Linked DNA regions of Mus musculus: region 1 is linked to region 2. A link is a contact called in public promoter capture Hi-C data. All regions are on one chromosome and are shown on one strand. The core of a region is the stretch at or near the end of the contact, and the rest is flanking DNA. Distances in the headings are between cores, read along the strand shown.

Evidence for each region. Promoter capture Hi-C pulls out the DNA fragments that hold promoters and counts their contacts.
Region 1: a contact with region 2 is called in a promoter capture Hi-C map of hippocampal neurons, with 5 times the contacts expected there. The contact joins the promoter of Pcsk2os2 here to the enhancer-like site in region 2. A contact is called at or near these places in 6 of 39 promoter capture datasets (the 3T3-L1 cell line, cranial neural crest, embryonic stem cells and 3 more) and 2 of 484 Hi-C or Micro-C datasets (cerebellar granule neurons and nephron progenitors).

The regions. Positions count from the first base shown.
Region 1 is chr2:143,787,779-143,790,478 of GRCm38.p6, forward strand. It overlaps Pcsk2os2 (proprotein convertase subtilisin/kexin type 2, opposite strand 2), which reads right to left and starts at 1,408. Exons shown (of 3, transcript NR_040625.1): 1 at 79-1,408. All of the region lies in intron 8 of Pcsk2 (proprotein convertase subtilisin/kexin type 2), which reads left to right.
Region 2 is chr2:143,339,625-143,342,324 of GRCm38.p6, forward strand. No RefSeq gene overlaps it. Among named protein-coding and RNA genes, the nearest start is that of Gm33599, 150 kb to the right of the region's middle. Within about 2 kb of position 1,262, at least 2 of the 459 cell types and tissues checked have an H3K27ac peak or open chromatin away from gene starts, as enhancers often do. A contact at or near this core is called in hippocampal neurons, where this site is marked.

The sequences.
Region 1 (2,700 bases), core at 158-2,657, 450 kb after region 2:
TGGCATTGCTACCCTGTTTCAAGTAGCCAAAGCACATTTAGACACATCAGCAGTTTGCCTTCTTAACACGTGACTCACCTCATGATTGACAAAAAGCATGCTTCCAACCCAGGACCAGATGACAGTGGATGTGGTGTGTTTTGGCACCTAAAGCTGGAAGGGTCAGGCAAGTCTGCAACAAATGCCTCTGTCCACATATGCAGTGCAGATCTCATTGAAACAGGGCATCCCTGGGCGGCTCCTGTCATTTACCATGCCTCAGAATGTCACACCTCAGAGCTGGATCCTTCTCTTTGCTCCATCTGTAACCTCCCTGCCTGCAACTGAACAGCCTTCTCAAGTGGGATGGCTCTGCATCACATGCCAAGATTGCTGGAAAGGAAGAAAAAAATCTTCATGGCTTACCTTCAGACAACAGCATGCAAATATTTTGGAGAGGAGAGTGCACCGTGCAGTGGGGAATATGTTTTCTCATTTGACTTTTTCCTGGGCTTTGTTTCAAGATAACACTTTTTAGACAGTTTTGGGATGCTTTGTAAGTGACAGCATAGTATATAAAAGCAAAGGGCTCCTCTATATCAGTTATTTGACTTACTCTAAAGAAAAACCCACCTGGGAAAGATGATATCATCCACACACAGGAATCTGACTGTGAGTATCACTGAGAGGCAGTTCTTACATTTGTCTTTGACTATTAACATTCTGCAAAGGGGCTTTTTTATGAATATAATAGCCATGGAAATGAGAAAGAGATGAAGAGATGGGTCTCTACTCTTAACAGTGCCCACATTGTTTGGCATAGTCTTTGCCATTCACAAGTGCCTATCATCTGCTTCACACACAAACCTCATCTATTTGAATCTTTAGAAATGTCAGTGGGCCACTTCTAAATTTTTTTCAGTAAATGCTTGAAAAGGCATCAAAGAATAGGCAAGACAGAAGGAAAGAGACTAGCAGATGGCATGTCTCGGTGGTCAAGTGCTTTCCTGCCAATCACAAGGCTCTGGGTTTGGTCTGCAGAATCCCAGGAAAAGAATGACCTCTTTGCCCTTGGTTTGTTGCCTCTTTAACTCTGTAGTGTACATATTCGGTTTATAGTTAAAGCGTTTTTCACAGTATAGCTGGGAAGTTGGTAACGGAGATTCTGCATGGTTAATCTCTACCTGTGCTGGCTAGTTTTGTGTTACCTTGACCATGAGCTAGAGACATTTGAAAAGATAGGACCACCATCAAGATAATGGCTTCACCAGAATGGCCTGTAGGCAGGCCTATGGTACATTTTCTTAAGTAGTGACTGATACAGGAGGGTCCAGCTCACTGTAGGTGCTAGACAGAAGCAGGCTGAGCAGACCATGGAAAGCAAGCTGGTAAGCAGCTGTCCCCCATGGCCTCCAGTGTCCTGCCTTGAGTTCCTGCCTTGACTTCTCTGGAAGAGGGACTACAAATTGTTAACTGAGACAAACTCTTTCCTCCCCTAGTTGCTCCTGGTCACAGTGTTTTATCACAGCAATAGAAACCTAACTGGGACACAGTGTAAGTTTGGGATCTCCCGAAAGCAAACCCTGAGACAAGACTTGAGTTTAAGATCTGAGCTGAACTTGAGTTGAACTCAAGTTCAGGTGTAACCTCAAGCATTCCACCTACACCAACTTCCCCGAAATAACAACTTTGAAGCTTCTTATATATGAATAAGTGCCTAGGCAAAAGCCTTGGCTCATTCCCTAACTAGCTTAGGACTTAAATCTTGTCATTCTCTTCTATGTTCTGCCATGTGACTGGTTAGCTGGTCCTCAGTTACATGCCACCTCTTCCTCTTTGTGTGGGGCTGAACCTCTTCTTCCCCTGTCTCTATCCCTGAATCATCCTCCTCTCCCTCCCCCCTCCTGATGTCCTATCTTCTAATTTTGCTTCAGCTCACTGATCAATCAGCTTCTTATTAACAGATGAATTGTCAACATAGTGCACAAGAGATTATCTCTACATTCAGGATTTGAGTTGATGTTATTTGGGAGGCAAAGTGAGTACCAGGAGCAAATAGGGAGGTGTAACGAGAACCAGAAAAGGTCAGTACAGACCATGTACTCAAGCCAGTCACCTACATGAGCGATAAAAATCATGGGATATCAAAAATCCACGTAGAACATACAGTAAAGGTATATTTATCTTAGCAAAGGAGCTAAGATTTAAAAAGAGGGGTGGGGGGAGTGGCTGTGCCCTACCAGTCAAAGCCAAAGAGCAGGTTCATGGAGAAGCCTTCAGCCTCTTGGGAAGTAACCATACACAAGAGGTTCTGAGGTCCAGGGGATCGAGGATGCCATCTGTCACCTGTCACAGTCAGTGGAGCTCAGCTAAAGCACAATCTAATCAGAGATTCACTGTGTGGATGGAAGAATGCAGTCCTTGCAGGAGGATGAGTGAAGCAACAGACAAGCAAGCCATCAGAGAGCACAGCATCTCATCCTCCAGCATCTTCCGTTCCTCTGACAACCAGAGGAAGAATTCAGACAACACGAGAGAACCTTGACGGTGACAGGACTCGTGAGGTTCTTCTCTCTCATAAAGGGAACACAGACATCCAAGGTAGCCTGGAACATTCTGGCTGGCTCCGATGACTATATCTCAGCGCCATTATTAATCACGTCTAAGGACTGCTACTAGAAAGAGTAAATAATTAGTTTAGGAATAGTTAGCGACAATCTG
Region 2 (2,700 bases), core at 12-2,511:
TATAGACGTATCTGCATTCCATGTGAATGCTGAGACTTGAACCCAACTCCTCTAGAAGAGCAACCAGTGCTCTTAGCTGCTGAGCTGTTTCTCTAGTAATGTGCCAGAACCTCTGAATCTCAGCTCCCTATAAAATACTTCTAGTCATGAAAATCACAGATTTGGAAGTCACTTATAAAATATAGGTATAAACAAGATGAATGTTATACTAACATTTGGCATCAAATCAGAGCAGAGACTCGTGTGGCATCATTTCATATGAATCGCATGCATGTTCCTGATGACAAACAGTGACTTCACATTTTTGACTGGGCTGGCAGTATAGCATGAAATTGACTACATGGAAATAGCTCCACCTTCGCATGGGTATCCTTTCCTTGGAAACTTGACTGTAGAGGCATGAAGGTTGTGATAATTAGAAGCATCTGTATGGTGAGCATGTTAAAACTTTTTAGTTTTGCTGATAATTAAAAGTGACTCTTTGGGGTCTGCAAAAGCTGGTGAAAGTAGAAGCTTTCCAACACAGCTGGGACTAAATCTTCAGATGAGAAGCAAAGCAGAGCTAAGCTTCTCCAGCCCTTCTGCTGGGAGGAGCAAATGTTCCCTGCTTTCCTTTAGGAACCAGATGGAAACCACTGTTAAATGGCACTCCTTGGTGGCTCACTGGCTCATTATTCCATGGCCAACCTCTGTACTCATAACACAAGCATTTGGCTTAGTGAGTTCCTCAGAACATTTGCACCTGATGGGCCATTTTATTGGGCCCATCATCGGCCATCATGTGTGACATTTAATTGGGAATGAATTTTCAATGCCTTGTGTTTATATATAAAGGCAGGAGTTTGTTCAAAGCATCTAGTCACAGGAAAGGAGAACAAAGGGCTCTTTTTCTTATACTCTACAGAGGTCTTGCAATGTACTGTCCCTGAGTGAAGCCAGACACACCAACTTGCATCTTGGCTCATGCACGACCAGTCATGACTCAGCTGTAATTTTAACATGGCAATTATTTTCCCACGAAATACGTGCAACTGCCTTGCATGTAAGAAAAACATGTGCCTTTTTCGAATGTCTTATGTTCTTTGCATTGGATTTGAATTTCCATCCTCTAAGAAAGCCACCTTCTTTACAAGGTAGACACTTCAATATTACTGCAAAGTCTAAGTTCCAAGAAAAACCATGAACTCTTTGTTGTAAATCATTTTCACATTGTGAATTTGTTGGTTGTATTATAATTACAGCAGATGAACTGCTTATGTGTGGGCAGCTTGCAGCCTGTAAGCAGAGGCCACTGCTTTAGCACATGTCAGTTTATGTATGAGTTGACGATAGAGAGGTTTGTAAAGAAAAAGATGAATCCCAGGCTTCCACATTGACCACTTTAATTGGCTTCTTTTACTACCATTTTACTACATGCTGAGATTTGTAATTAAAACTTTATGATAAAGACTTACAAAAAGAAATATCATATTACTTTTTAAATAAATTAGCCAGGCACACCATTTTTTAAGTAAAAAAAAACATCTTTTTTTAAACCAAAATATTTTATTCAAAATATCATTTATTAGTTCTGGGGAAAAGTTTTAAAGTGTGAATTATTCCAGGAATATAGCAATATTCACTTTCCATGGAGCTTGGTAGTCATGATTCGATGAGAAATCAGCTGTATTAAAAGAGGCAGTGCATTTGATTCAGCTAAGCATAGGACTCGGCGTGTGTAACTCAGACTGGAGTACTTGCTGGGCATGTGTGACACCTTGTGCTCCACCCCCAACCCTACAATAAAAATGCAACCTAAAACTGCTATGTTAAGTTGAGCTTGGGAATATTGGAGAATATTTTATTGTGGAGTCATGGATCTATAGGTGACAGGTGGGAAAGAAGAGGAATCAGAGAGACCACTAATATTCTTTGTATTTTTGAGACAGCAGGAGGTGTAGATATGGAAGGAAATGAACGTGAGATCTGAGAAGAAGAGATTTACATGGGCTCACAGAGTCCATGCAATATTCAAAGATGTCTGACCTGAGTTCATGTTTTCTGAATGCTAACTGACTAGGCAAGTGACTTGCTCTTCACAAACTGAAAGGGGAATGGTTATGGTGAATATTTGATATTAATATATGAATCATAATCTACCATACGGTTACTCTCATTAATTATTATTGCCCTGTAATGAAAGTTCTATGAATTCTCCTGTTTTGATGTTAAAGTGATATAGCAAAGCACACCTATTATTTACTTATTCTTTGGCCCTGGTGTGCACCTACTACTTCTACCAAGACAGCCCCTGAAAGTACTGAGTTGAAATAAGTTCTGGCTTATAGCTTTGGTATTCTTTAACTTATAATGCTGAAAGATTGCCTGCTGGATTAAGAGTTGACAGGTGAAGGCTTTTGCTATCCATGGTCTCATTACCGTTTAGACATGTGTCAATTTATACACTCCCAGTAGTTGATCACACAATCTTGAGTCAAATATAGTATTTCACAGGTGCTCACCCAAGTCTAAAAACAGCTCCACCCACTGGAGAAAGCTGATGGAGACTTAATTCTGACAAACAGATTTTTCTTTCTACCTCAGGAATTCACTAGAGTGAATAAACCAGATTGACTCATTTAACTTGGTAAAAATCATTTGAAAGCATGCAAAAATGGAAGTGGGGGAGGGATTAAAGAATACCACCTGGGCTATTGAATT